Regions from separate parts of the Macaca mulatta genome. Here region 1 is linked to region 2. The links are chromatin contacts, called in public Hi-C maps. All regions are on one chromosome and are shown on one strand. Each heading gives the region's core, a stretch centred on a gene start, on an enhancer-like site or on the middle of the called end of the contact. The rest is flanking DNA. Distances are from core to core; before and after follow the strand shown.

What was found. Hi-C and Micro-C count contacts between places; a contact is called where the count stands out from the background.
Region 1: a contact with region 2 is called in a Hi-C map of round spermatid, with 2.9 times the contacts expected there. The contact joins two enhancer-like sites. A contact is called at or near these places in 9 of 14 Hi-C or Micro-C datasets (CD4 T cells, blood, cortical neurons and 5 more).

What each region holds. Positions count from the first base shown.
Region 1 is chr19:50,406,871-50,414,135 of T2T-MMU8v2.0, forward strand. LRFN1 (leucine rich repeat and fibronectin type III domain containing 1) reads right to left here. Exons shown (of 5, transcript XM_077982640.1): 2 at 7,227-7,259; 3 at 4,992-5,046; 4 at 2,842-4,284. The coding sequence starts at 4,247. Among named protein-coding and RNA genes, the nearest start is that of IFNL1, 20 kb to the left of the region's middle. Within about 2 kb of position 5,676, at least 3 of the 40 cell types and tissues checked have an H3K27ac peak or open chromatin away from gene starts, as enhancers often do.
Region 2 is chr19:50,199,802-50,206,641 of T2T-MMU8v2.0, forward strand. It overlaps ACP7 (acid phosphatase 7, tartrate resistant (putative)), which reads left to right. Exons shown (of 14, transcript XM_077982698.1): 14 at 2,634-4,101. The coding sequence ends at 2,699. Among named protein-coding and RNA genes, the nearest start is that of PAK4, 14 kb to the right of the region's middle. Within about 2 kb of position 3,305, at least 6 of the 40 cell types and tissues checked have an H3K27ac peak or open chromatin away from gene starts, as enhancers often do.

The DNA of each region.
Region 1 (7,265 bases), core at 4,426-6,925, 210 kb after region 2:
CCCCACCCCTTTTCAAGGACAGAGGCTGGCTCCTTAAGAAAGCTTGAGCCCAAGTGTCTCTAATTGGCTGCAACATCGAAGCAAGCAGCTAAGCAGGCTTCTGGTTGGCTGTCACTTCCGCCCATGACAGCGTGAGGAAGTTAACCCCTGTGGCACCATAGCATAGGAATCTGCAGTGGGAGTTAGAGAACCGGAACTGGGGGCCCTACGGGGAAGAGAAGAGTCCCAGGGTCTGTTGCCCAGCTGGAGACGGGGCCATCAACACCTGCATCCATGCAGGGTCTGGGGGCTTGTGAACCTCCCTCACCCCACCATGTGGTGGCCATGGGTCAGAGCAAAGGAAAGAGGGACAGAGAAGTGGAGAGTCACAGAAGCTAAGAATTATTTACAGAAATATATTATCCATCTCCCCTCCAAGCAGTGGGTGCCCAACAAATGTGTGTCAGAGTAAAAAGGACAGCTTTGCTACTTTCTGTGTGACCTTGGGCAAGTGACATCCCCCACTGAACCTCAGTTTTTCTGTCTGCAAAATGGAGAGGGGGTCATCGCGCCTTCATAGTGGAGTGGGGAAGATCAAATGAAGTAGCAAGCTTGGAAGTTCGTTGTGAGGGTTTGTGTTTTGTTCATTTGTTTGTCCTTATGTTTGTAAGGCTGGGCCAGGATCTAAGCTATCTCAGTAGGCCCAGGGCCCAGCACAAGATGGGCACACAGTAGGCATCTACTCAGTGTTTGGGACCAGAATCAAGAAGAGAGGGAAATTAGGAAGACAGAGACAAAGGAAAAGGGAGGCTTTTTTTTGTTTTTCCAGAGGGAATCTTGCTCTGTCGCCCAGGCTGGAGTCCAATGGCACGATCTCCGCTCACTTCAACCTCCACCTCCCAGGTTCAAGCGATTCTTCTGCCTCAGCCTCCTGCGTAGCTGGGATTACAGACACGTGCCATCACATCTGCCTAATTTTTGTATTTTCAGTAGAGACAGGGTTTCACCATGTTGGCCAGGCTGGTCTCGAACTCTTGACCTCAAGTGAGCCGCCCGCCTTGGCCTCCCAAAGTGCTGGGATTACAGGCACGAGCCATCGCGCCTGGCCAAGAGGCATTTTTTTCATTCAACCAAAACTGGGAAAGCACCTACTATGTGCCAGGCCTATGGCCAAGAAAACACTGGAAAGGTAGAGATGGAGGCCAAGAGGCAGGTTTCTCAGTGAAGATCTGACAGCCAGAAGCTGGGGCTCTCCACAGGTAGGGAAACAGCTCCAGCCCCTCTGGCATCTCCATGTGAAGCCAGGCACAGGACTGAAGCATTTAACTGGTGCTCTACAATGTGCATGAGGGAGGCAGAGCTAGAAGGAGAGACATCCATGTGGCAAACAACCATTTATCAAGTGCCCACTGTGTGCCAATTCTGTGACAGAGAGCCATACCAAAAAACTACCAACATGGGCCAGGTGCAGCGGCTCACACCTGTAATCCCAGCACTTTGGGAGGCCAAGGCAGGAGGATCCCTTTAGCCCAGGAGTTCAAGACCTGGCCGTACAATATAGCAAGACCTCGTCTCTACTAAAAATTTTTTTTAATTAGCCCAGTGTGGTGATGCATGCCTATAGTCCCAGCTACTCTCAGGAGTTAGGAGGATTGCTTGGAGCCCAAAAGTTTGAGGCTGCAGTGAGCTAGGATCATACCACTGCACTCCAGCCTGGGGTGATAAAACAAGACCCTGCCTCAAAAACAAAAAAAAACTACTGAGATGGAGAGACATGGCAAGGCCAGGGCTGTAACTCATAATGTACTATGGGCCACCACCTGTTGGATTATGAGCTCCCTGAGGACAGGGACTGGGTGGTTTCCCTGTGTCCCCAGCGCCCAGCTCAGGACAGCTTTGCACAAAGCAGGGGCTCTGTGCCTAATGAGGGCAGAGAAGGTGGAGAACAGAGAGGTGAAAGCCAGAGAATAAGGAGGTGATGGGAGAAAATAATTCTTTTTTCAAAATGTCTGTTGACACCATACGGTTTGTCCACACGAGGGCAATGGCTTCAAACCCAAGGGAGGGTGGAAATAACGTATTTTTCTCGTATGTTTTGTTTTCTGTTTCTGTAATGTACCCAATGTGTTGGTACGGTAGTACTGGTATATAATTTATAAATATAAATGTCACTGTAGGCCGGGTGCGGTGGCTCACACCTGTAATCCCAGCACTTTAGGAGGCCAAGGCAGGCGGATCACTTGAGGTCAGGAGTTCGAGACCAGCCTGCCCAACATGGTGAACTCCTGTCTCTACTAAAAATTCAAAACTTAGCTCGGTGTGTTGGTGGGTGCCTGTAATCCCAGCTACTTGGGAGGCTGAGGGATGAGAATCGCTTGAACTCGGGAGGCGGAGGGTTGCAGTGAGCTGAGTTCGTGCCACTGCACTCCAGCCTGGGCAACAGAGTAAGGCTCAGTCTCAAAACAAACAAACAAATAAATAAATGTCACTGTAAATGTGTGTGTGTATTTCACGCTCCAAAATGTTTAACTGAAGAGGTGCACAATCAGATTGCTTTGGGGAGCAGTGATATTGACCATGAGCCCCATGAGGCCAGGGTTCATGCTAAGCTCAGTCATTGTTAGGACTCCAGTGCCCAGCCCTGGTCGGGTTCATGTAGGTGCTCAGCGAATATTTTCTATAAGCATGAAAAATAGAGACAGTAAGAAATAGAGAGAGGAGACAGGGCACAGGAGGGCAGGGACAAGTCTCTCAGCCATCTAGAACCCTGGCTGAGCAAGAAGGCCAAGGGAATGGGCAGGTGGGAGAGAGGGTCCCCCTGGGCTTGGGAGGAGGCCCTGGGACTGCAGCACCCGCACCCACCTGTAGACGAGGGAGTCATCAACGGAGCTGTTGTACTGAACCTGGTACATGCGTATTCCGGGCACCGGCCTCTGGGCTGGCCAGCGGATGAGCACGGAGTTCGAGGTGAGCTCGGCTGCCACGAGCCGACGCTCAGCCACAGAATCATTGGCACCTGGTCGACCCGGCGTGGCGATGTCAGAGGAGCCGGGCTCGGTGAGAGGCGGCGGGGCAGCCGGCGGGGGTGCCATCAGAGGCAGAGGTACCACGCACACCTCCACGGGCGCCGTCGCTTCCCCAGCGGCATTGGAGGCGATGCAAGTGAAGGTGCCACTGTCCCTCAAGGTGGTGATGGTCACATCCAGCGTCCCGTCCCACCGGACCCGGGTCCGGCTGGAGTTCCCCAGCAGCCGCCCATCAGGTGCCACCCAGTGCACCACCGGCTCGGGGTCACCCACCGCTCGGCAGCGCAGGCTCACCGCCTGGCCTTCCACCACCAGGGCCCGGCCCCCCGCCTGCCGCGTGATCAGCGGGGGCTCACACAGGAACTCCTCCTCGGGGATGGACCAGAAGTAGCGGTCGGTGAGGTGTTCAGGCGTGGCGCAGGTCTCTAGGTCGTCCTCGCGCGTCAGCCGCCGCAGCCAGAGCAGCTCGCAGTTGCAGTGCAGGGGGTTACCGCCGAAGCTGACGGTCAGCGGCGTGGGCGGCTTGGGCCCGGTGCCCTGCGACCTCAGGAAGAGCCCATCGGGCGGGAGTTTATGCAGGCGGTTGGAGGTCATGTCCAGGCGGACCAGCTTGTGAAGCTGCACGAAGGTCCCCTCCGCGATGTGGTCGATGAGGTTGTGGTCCAGCGTGAGGGTGTTTAGGTTCACCATCTGGCCCACCGCCTCCCACGGCAGGGCCTCCAGGTTGTTGTAGGACAGGTCCAGGTCCTCCACGGTGGACAGGAAGGCGTCAAAGGCCGCCGACTCCACCCGGCGGATCTGGTTGTTTCCCAGGATCAGGTGGCGGAGATTGCCCAGGCCGCGGAGCTGGTCTCCGCGCACCTCCGCCAGGCGGTTGCTGTCCAGGTGCAGGGCCCGGAGGGCACGCAGGTCGGCGAAGGCGCCGGCCGCCACCTGGCCGATGGTGTTCCGGGAGAGGGTGAGGTGCACCAGGCTGGTCATGTTGGCGAAGTCTCGGCGGCGCACCGCCGCGATGAAGTTGTCGGTGAGCCGCAGCTCCACCACGCGCCGGTCGATGGCGGGAGGCACAAAGAGCAAGCCGGTCTTAGCACACAGCATGGTCAGTGTGGGCGCCACGTTCTGGCAGATGCAGCGGCCGGGGCAGGGCTGGCCACGAGATGCCCCCGCCCAGAGCAGCAGCAGAAAGGGCAGGGCGGCGGGCGGCGGCGAAAGGAGGGCCGAGGAGAAGGGTCCTGGAGCCATGGTGCAGTGGGAAGGCAGGAGGGGTGGGAGGTGAGACCTGCCGGGGAAGGAGCCAGTTACCTAGGCATGGGACTTGGCCGCCAAGGGATGTCTTGCTACGAGTCAGACCTGGATCCCTCCCCTACCCCTACAGCTGGGTTCCATAAGATGGTGAGAGGACCCATTATCAGCTATTAACAACAGATTACAACATTTCCATGCTGGGCACGGTGGCTCATGCCTGTAATCCCAGAACTTTGGGAGGCCGAGGCAGGCGGATCACCTGAGGTCAGGATTTCAAGACCAGCCTGGCCAACGTGGTGAAAACCTGTCTCTACTAAAAATACAAAAATTAGCCGGGCGTGGTGGCAGGCGCCTGTAATCCCAGCTACTTGGGAGGCTGAGGCTAGAGAATCGCTTGAACCGGGGAGGTGGGGGTTGCAGTGAGCGGAGATCGCGCCATTGCACTCCAGTCTGGGCGACAGAGCAAGACTCCATCTTAAAAAACAAATAAAAATAAAAATATTTCTATACTGGTTGATAGATTACCCCTGCCCCTACCTTTCGTGTCCCACCCTCACCTCTGCCCCTCCTGTAGTAGCTCCCAAACCTCTCATGATCTCCCAACCAGAGGGGTGACACCTGGCCCAGCCTGGGCCCTCCAGTACCCACTAAATATTCTAAAAAATCACTGTTAACTATGGTTTAAGGCCCTGGCTGTCCAAGCCATACTCCCTAGCTCCAAATCCCGGCTCTGATACTTACTAGCTGTGTGACCTCCAGCAAGTGTCTGAACCTCTCTGATTCTAGGTTTCTTCATCTGTAAAAGGGAGATAGAAACAGGCCTTACTGCTGTGAGGATTAAATGGATTGATGAACATAGCATACTTAGAATAGTGCCAGGCACATAAAATGTGCTTATTACATGTCAGCAATCATCATCATGATCATGAAGTGCTTAATATGTACCAGGCAGAGAACAGTGCCCTATTATTGAGAATAAGTACTTTGAAATCAAACGGACTCAGGTTCAAATCCTGGTTCCCCTTTTGCTAGCTCTGTGACCCCCAAGCCAACAATTTCCCCTAGCTAGGCTGTAATTTCTTAATCTGTAAATTGGGATGATAACTGTACCATCTTCATTCATGTACCACCGAACATGCCTAGCATACAGTAAGTACTCAATAAATGTTAAGGGTTTCCCCCCTCCCACCTCTGGCATTGGCAGGGAGAGTGTGAAAGTGGGAGGGACTGAGAAAAACACATCTGAGTCTTCCAGTTCAGCCTCAGGAAGTCCTTCTCTGAGGTCTGGTTTCATCCTGGGCTCAGCTGAGCTCCCAAGCAGGGCAGACTTTCATGCTCACATCTTTGGGTACACACAACACACACACACACTCACACACTCGCACACTCACGCTATGTCTCTGCTCCAGGCAAAACCTTCCGGCAGGGATTCCCCCTGCGGCGGCTGCAGCCCACGACATGTCAGTTCCCATCACAACACAGGGTGGGTGGGGGGTGAAGAGGAAAGGATGGGAAGGGGGCGTCCCTGAAACTGTTTTCACCCCACCCTGCCCTGGGTCCTAGCCCCTGCTGGCCTACCTCCTGGGAATCTGTGTTTGGGGCTATGGCCTTAGGTGGCTTTGATCTTCCTGGCCTTGGGGAGGGGGCCTGGGACTGAGACCAGGAAAGTCAGAGAGAGAGGTGAAGAGAGACAGGGAGAGATGAGGGGAGGGAGAAGTGGACTGGCAAAGAGAGAGAGAGACAGATTCGGAGAGAAACAGAGAGACAAAAAGACAATGAGTCTGAAAGGAAGGTGAACAGACAGAAAACTGAGAGCGAAGAATGAGACACAGAAAAGAGAGACACAGAGATGGAGAGAAAAATAGACACAGTATTAGAGAGACACAGACAGAAGAGGAAAGAGACAGCGACTAAGGGAGACAATGACCAGGCTGAAGGTGGAAAAAGAGGCTGGATCGGGGTGTCCTACCATCTCTGAGTTCACCCCAAACCTGTCCTTCGCTCCCTATAGATCACTACTCTATAATGTACTGGAAACTCTGGCCTAGAAAGGGGGACGCCAGAATTAGGAGCCCGAGTCTGCACCTGCTTGGCTGCGGGGTCGCCAGGGCTCAGAACCCCAGTCTATGAAACAGAAGTCCAGAGCCTCGCCTCCAACAGCTGGGGTGGGACTCAAATGGAGGGAATAATAATAGCAATGGAAATAGCTAACATTTATGGAGAGCAGTGCAGCACTGCAAGACAGAATCCACCCTACTGCCTGGGTTCAGACCTCACCTCCCCACTGTGTGACTTTAATAAAGGGACTTCCCCTCTCTGTGCCTCAGTGTGCTCATCTGTCAAATGGGAATAACAATGGCACCTACTTCATAAGGTTGCTATGAGGATTCAATGAGATAATATTTTATGACATGCTTAGAATAGTTCCTGACAAAGTAAACACTACATACATGGGAGCTGCTGCTATTATCATTATTATTATTATTACTATTATTATTATTAATTTATTATTTTCTCCAGCTTTCTCAGCCACCAGCAGGCCAGGCTATCAGGAGATCTTCCCACACCCATGCACACGCACACACAAAATGCAAAAACATATTCATTCAACCCTCTAAATGCAGGGATCATTTCATATCTTGATATATTCTTGTATCCTTTACTGATATCATGAGGAAACCCTGCTTTCCCAACCACCTTAACCATCCTAAGAATGAATGTCTCTTGGTGTAAAACCCCTACCTGCTCCCCAGAGCCACCTGGCCACCGCAAGCCCTCACCCAACTTTGATGTTCCTGACCTTGTCATCACTCCCCAGCCTTGGGAAGAGTGGTGGGCACCTGGTCCTTCAGGAAACTGTCATCCCCTGAACTGAAATCCATGCAAGGCAGGGTTCCAGACCCCCAGCTGGCTGACAGCGAGCCCCATCACCCCATATCTCTCTCTCTCTCTCTGAAGCCTTACGGCTCTACTCACCTCTCTTCAGGGAGTCAGGGCCTGGGCCAGCACCTGCAA
Region 2 (6,840 bases), core at 2,055-4,554:
TAAAAACATGGACTCGGCCGGGCACAGTGGCTCATGCCTGCAATACCTGCAAGTTGGTGGGGCTAAGGCACGAGGATTGCTTGAGTCCAGGAGTTCAAGACCAGCCTGGGTAACATGGTGAGACCTAGTCTCTACAAAAAATACAAAAATTAGGCCAGGTGTGCTGGTTCACACCTGAAATCCTAGCACTTTGGGAGGCCGAGGCAGACAGATCACTTGAGGTCAGGAGTTAGAGACCAGCCTGACCAACATGGTGAAACCCTGTCTCTACTAAAAATACAAAAATTAGCTCCCCGTGGTGGCAGGTGCCTGTAATCCTAGCTACATGGGAGGCTGAGGCAGGAGAATCACTTAAATCTGGGAGGCGGAGGTTGCGGTGAGCCGAGATGGCGCCACTGCACTCCAGCTTGGGAGACAGAATGAGACTCTATCTTGGGAAAAAAAAAACAAAAACGAAAATTAGCCAAGTGTGGTGGCAGAAGTCTGTAGTCCCAACTACTTGGGAGGCTGAGGCAGAGGATCACTTGAGCCTAGGAGTTAGAGTTTGCAGTGAGCTATGATCTCGCCTCTGTACTCCAGCCTGGGCAACACAGTGAGACCCTAACTCAAAACAAAAAAACAAACAAATGTGGACTGTAGAACTAGAAACCTGCTCCTGCTACTTACCAGCTGAATGACCTTGAGCCACTCATCTAACTTTTTTTTTTTTGAGACGGAGTCTCGCTCTGTCGCCCAGGCTGGAGTGTAGTGGCGCGATCTCTGCTCCCTGCAACCTCCACCTCCCAGGTTCAGGAAATTCTCCTACCTTAGCCTCCCAGATAGCTGGGATCACAGGTGCCCAACACCACACCTGGCTAATTTTTCATATTTTTAGTAGAGACGGGGTTTCACCATGTTGGCCAGAATGGTCTCGAACTCCTGACATCAAGTGATCTGCCCACCTCGGCCTCCCAAAGTCCTGGGATTACAGGCATGAGCCACCATGCTGGGCCCACTTATCTAACTTCTTTGAGCCTCAGTTTTCCCGTCTGTGAGAGGGGATGATCATAGTTTCCACCTCACAGGACTACGTGGGGGTTGAAGGACTTATTATATATAAAATGCTTAGAATAGTGCAGAACTTGGTAAATTTTGTAGGTGTTTCCCATTGTGAGGCAGGGGAAGATAAAGATGGCAGGGTGGCACACAGGTGGGGGGAAATAATAAGATGGGTATGTGGTAGGGCTGGCTGAAGGTTAGGTGGACCCAAATAATAATGGCTCACCTTTCTTTATTTTTGCCATTGTAGTTTTTAAAAAATGATAATATTTATGATTTATTGAGCACCTACTGCATACCAGGCACTGCCTAGATGCTCTGTATTTAGTAGCATTTAATTTAATTAATTAATTAATTTATTTTTGAGACAGAGTCTCACTCTGTTGCACAGGCTAGAGTGCAGTGGTGCAATCTAAGCTCGCTGCAACTTCCACCTCCCAGGTTCAAGCAGTTCTCCTGCCTCAGCCTCCCGAGTAGCTGGGATTACAGGCACATGCCACCACACCTGGCTAATTTTTTGTATTTTTAGTAGAGACAGGGTTTCGCCATGTTAGCCAGGCTGGTCTTGAACTCCTGACCTTAGGTGATCCGCCCGCCTCGGCCTTCCAAAGTGCTGGGATTACAGGTGTGAGCCACCGCATCCGGCTCCAGTAGCACTTTATACACCAAAACAATCTCATAGGAGTGGATTTCCTCTCATTTTATAGGTGAGGGAACTGAGGCTCAGAGAGGGAAAGTAATTTTCCCAGGGTCACACAGCTGGAGGACAGCCGAGCTGGGATCCCATAGCTACCATTTATCAAGTGGCGGATGCACCGGGCGCAGACTTTGTGTGCATGATCTCACTCGGTTCTTGCCATGACTCTGGGCATCTATTACTTTGTGCATCGCATATGCTCAGAGATTCCAGCCACATGCTTAAGGCCACGTAGAGGATGGATGTGCTGGCCAGGCGCAGTGGCTGATGCCTGTAATCCCAGCACTTTAGGAGGCTGAGGCAGGTGGATCACTTGAGGTCAGGAGTTCAAGACCAGCCTGGCCAACATGGTGAAACCTTGTCTCTAGTAAAAAATACAAAAATTAGCCAGGCGTAGTGGTGCGTGCCTGTAATCCCAGCTGGTCGGGAGGCTGGGGCAGGAGAATGGCTTGAACCTGGGAAGCAGAGGTTTGGCAGTGAATCAAGATCGTGCCACTGCACTCCAGCCTGGGTGACACCGCAAGACTCTGTCTCAAAAAAAAAAAAAAAAAAAAGAGAGAGAGAGGGAAAGAGTGGATGTGCTGAAATATAAAGTAAGGTCTGTCTCACTCCAGAGTTTGTGCTCTAAGAATAGCCTCCACTTACATAGCCCTTTCCATATGCTGGGCTCTGTTTACACATACTATCTCATTTAACTCCCACAACATCTATGATGTGGGTACTGTTACTCTCCCCACCACTTTTCACATGAGGAAAACTGAGGCCCAGAGAGGTCTAGCCACTTGCTCGGGGTTGTACAGCCCATCAGAGGGCAAAGAGGGGATTGGAACCCAGGCCATCTGGCCCCAGAGTTCAAGCTTTCAGCTCTAACTACTGTCCCTGTTTTTGTCCCTCACAGGATGGGAAGATCGTAGATGATGTCTGGGTGGTGAGACCCCTGTTTGGCCGGAGGATGTATCTCTAGGGATGGGGGCAGCTCTCCTCCAGAAGCCTACGTTTTGCTGCCTTGGCTGCTGTGACCAGAGACTGCCCAGGCCTGGGTGGGGATTTGGGTGGGCCCTGACTCCCCTGCCCTCCAGAGGCCCCATGTAGGGTGCATGCAGCCCTATGGAGCTGGGGCAGCTGTTCCCTCCTGGAGAGGTGGGAGTCCTGGCTGGCTGTGGAGGGAGGGCAGGTGTGCAGGCACAGAGTGACACAGAGCAGGTCTCTGCTGGCAGGGCACCGCCCTCCTGCATAGCTCTGATCGGGCGAGGTGCCCACAGGGCTTCAGGCATCAAGGGGCTTAAGCCGTGGCTCCATGGACTCTGCGCATCTTCCGGGGATACCCCTGGGCTGCCTCCTGTCCTGCCCACTGGGCAAGGGCATCACCAGCCTTCCGTCAGCAAGGTGGCCACAACTGTCATGATACTACTCACCAGCAGGTGGTGTCGGGGACTTTTTCTTCTGAGCGCGGCATTGAGAGTTGGTCTGAAGCCTGGCTCCCGCTTCACTGCTCCAGGACTGCTACGGAGAGTCCCTTCGTGCCTCAGTTTCCCAGCCTGGCACCGTCTTATCCGGGAAGAGGAGACGTGTTAACACTCTTGCCTCCCAGCTAGGACAGATGATGAACCGCGAGAGCCCACAGACTTGCCAGTTCGTGCCCCCTTTCCTTCCTTTCTTTCCTGTCTTTTATTTATTGAATCATAATTTATCCAGCATCTACCATGTGCCAGGCTCTGTTCTCAGAGCTGGAGAGACAGCCATTTACAAGACAGCCATTTACAAGACAGCCCTCACAGAGCTGACACCCTAACCAGAGAGTTGGACAAAAACCGCGATAAATGAGTTGGTTAAATGGCGATTTGTGCATAGAAAATGCAGGGACAGTGAAGGAGTGGTTGCAGTTTTCAGGGGGATCTCACTGAGAGGGCAACATTTGATCCGAAGGAGGTGGGGAGGGAGCCAAGTGGGCAGACATCTGGGGAAAGAGCGTTCCAGGCAGAGGAATAGCCAGTGCAAAGGCCCTGAGACAGAAATGTGCCTGGCTGGCCGGGTACAGTAACTCACATCTGTAGTCCCAGCACTTTGGGAGGCTGAGGCGGGCGGATCACTCGAGCCCAGGAGTTTGAGACCAGCCTGGCTGACACGGCGAAACCCTGTCTCTACCAAAAATACGAAAATTAGCTGGGCGTGGTGGTGTGTGCCTGGAGTCCCAGCTGCCCAGAAGGCTGAGGTGGGAGGATGGCTTGAGCCCAGGAGGTTGAGGCTGCAGTGAGCCACGATTGCGCCACTGCACCCCAGCCTGGGCAACAGAGCAAGACCCTGTCTCAAAAAATATATGTAAATAAAAAAGTTTTAAAAAGAGAAAAATAAAACAAGGAAACGTGCGTGCCCTGTTGGAGTGTCCACGAGGAGGCCACTGTGGCTGGAGCAGGGAGAAGTGAGAGGGAGACCGAGCTTGAGGATAGGGCAATGGTGGGGACGGCTTTTACGGGGCCTTACAGGCCATGGTGAGGACTTTGGGTGGAGCCAGAGGAGGCTCTGAGCAGGTGAAGGAAGTGGTCGGACTCCACGAATCACAGGTAAAGGCCCCAGGGCTGACGGCTGCCCTGGGACCTGCGGGCTCCCAGCCCTGCCGGATGACCTGAGATCTATCTATTCCCCCATCACGGGCGTGGTTTCTGCCTCCGCAGATTTTATTCCCTCCCACCCACCCCTCACTTGGCCCAAGGCATGCAGGACTCCTAGCCGTTCCTGGAACACAGCCAGCTCTTTCTCACTGCGGGGCCTGGGTGCTGGCTGTCTGCCCCCTGTGTGCCCTCTCCCCAGCTCATCCCAGGCTGGCACCTTCTCAACCTCAGGTCTCAACCTCGGTGTCCCCTCCTCAGAGGCCTTCTCTGCCGACCCCAGCAAAAATATCCTCTGTTGCTGCCTGCCCCTTCCCCATTTTACTTCCATCTGTAATTCTCTCCTTGATTGGTTAACTTGTTCATTGGCTGTCTACACCCACAAGGCTAAGTCTGTGAGGGTGGTGACCCTGAGTTCGACACCTCTGCCAAATCCTCCCAGGCCCCTACTCAGGCTGGGCTGGGGACTCTGGGCTCCCCTGCAGTTCCAGTCCTGCCCATTCTAGGCCATCACTGTCTGGAGATAGGTCTCTCTGACTCCCCCACTGGACTTCAACCTCAGAAGGACGGGGCCCAGAGCTGCATCCCAGCATTGCCCAGCACAAGATAGATGCTTAATAAATATTGATTGCCTTAATGAAGGCCACTACATGCCAGGCTCCGGCCAGGCAATGCCAGGGACAGTGATGAATCGGCTACAGTCATGCCCTCTGGGAGCTCGCAGGCAGCCAGGGAAACACAGTTTACTCAACACAGGTGATGAGCAGTGAGAGAATCCCGTGGCGGGCCGGGCCAAGACCGTGAGGTCACAAGCTGGACAGTCATGGAGTGCTGTGGCCACTGACTGAACTGGTGCCCTGTGTGGGCCTGGCATGCCCTGTCCCGGGCTGGGTGAGGCTATGGACATGCCGGGAGGTGGCAACCTCCACAGAGGGCAGAGGTTGGACACTGGTGTCAAACAGAAACTGGTTCAAATCCCAGCTCTGCCAATTCCTGTGTGACCATGGGCAAGTCGGCAACCCTCTCTGAATCTGTTTCTTCATCTGTAACCCAAGAATGATAATATTCTGTGAGGCTGCCTTGGGGTTAAATGAGATTGAAAGCCTTGGGATCTATCTTGATTCCTCTTTTTCTCATGCTCCACATCTAAGTGTCTAGAAAATCCTGTTTGCCTTGCCTTCGAAATGGATCTAAACTCCTTTTTTTTTTTGACAAGGAGTTTCACTCTTGTTGCTCAGGCTGGAGTGCAGTGGTGTGAGCTCACTGCAACCTCTGCCTTCCAGGTTCAAGCACTTCTCCTGACTCAGCCTCCCAAGTAGCTGGGATTACAGGAGCGTGCCATCACTCCTGGCTAATTTTTTTTTTTTTTTTTGAGACGGAGTCTCGCTCTGTCACCCAGGCTGGAGTGCAGTGGTGCAATCTTGGCTCACTGCAAGCTCCGCCTCCCGGGTTCATGCCATTCTTCTGCCTCAACTCCTGGCTAATTTTTGTATTTTTAGTAAAGACGGGGTTTTACTGTGTTGGTCAGGCTGATCTCGGACTCCTGACCTCAGGTGATCCGCCTGCCCTGGTCTCTCAAAGTGCTAGAATTACAGGCGTGAACCACCATGCCTGGGTCAATCTAGACTCTCTACACTTTTGCCACCCCAAAGCTCCCACCCTGGTCCTGTCTACACTCATTTCCTACAGACTCCTTGGATTCCCTGCTCCCTCCTTGTCCCTGGAGTCTGTTCCCCACACACAACCAAAGGCACCTGTGAACACCTGCATCAGATCACATCCGCCCCGGCTCACAGATCTCCCATGGTTCCGTCTCAGGTCCACAAGGCACCAGACGATTTTACCCTGTCACCCCTCTGTCCTCATCCCCTTCAATCACCCCCCTCGCCCACTCTGCTGCAGCCACACTGGCCTCTGCGTTGGACTCACTGCCCACTTTTGCACTGGCAGGTCCCTCTGCCGGGGACACGGTTCCCCCAGGGATCTGTATGACTCCCTTTCTCCCCTCCCTCAGGTCCTTACTCAGTGCCACCCTCTCTGACCCTCTTGTTTAAAATAGCTCCACCTAACCCAAGGTCATCGAGTTCAGTGAAATAAGCCAGGCACAGAAAGACAAACCTCGCATGTTCTCACTCGCTTGTGGGAGCTAAAAGTCGAAACAATTGATCTCACAGACACAGCGAGTAGAAGGATGGTGGCCAGAGGCTGGGCAGGGTGCTGGGGGGCTGCAGGGGATGGGCTTTTTTTGTCTCTCTTTTTGGTTTTTGAGATGGAGTCTTGCTGTTTCGCCCAGGCTGGAATGCAGTGGCGAGATACCGGCTCACTGCAACCTCTGCCTCCTGGGTTCAAGCAATTCTCCTGCCTCAGCCTTCTGAGTATCTGGGATTATAGGCACCCACCACCACACCTGACTAATTTTTATATTTTTAGCAGAGACAGGGTTTCACCATGTTGGCCAGGCTGATCTCGAACTCCTGACCTCAAGTGATCCACCTGCCT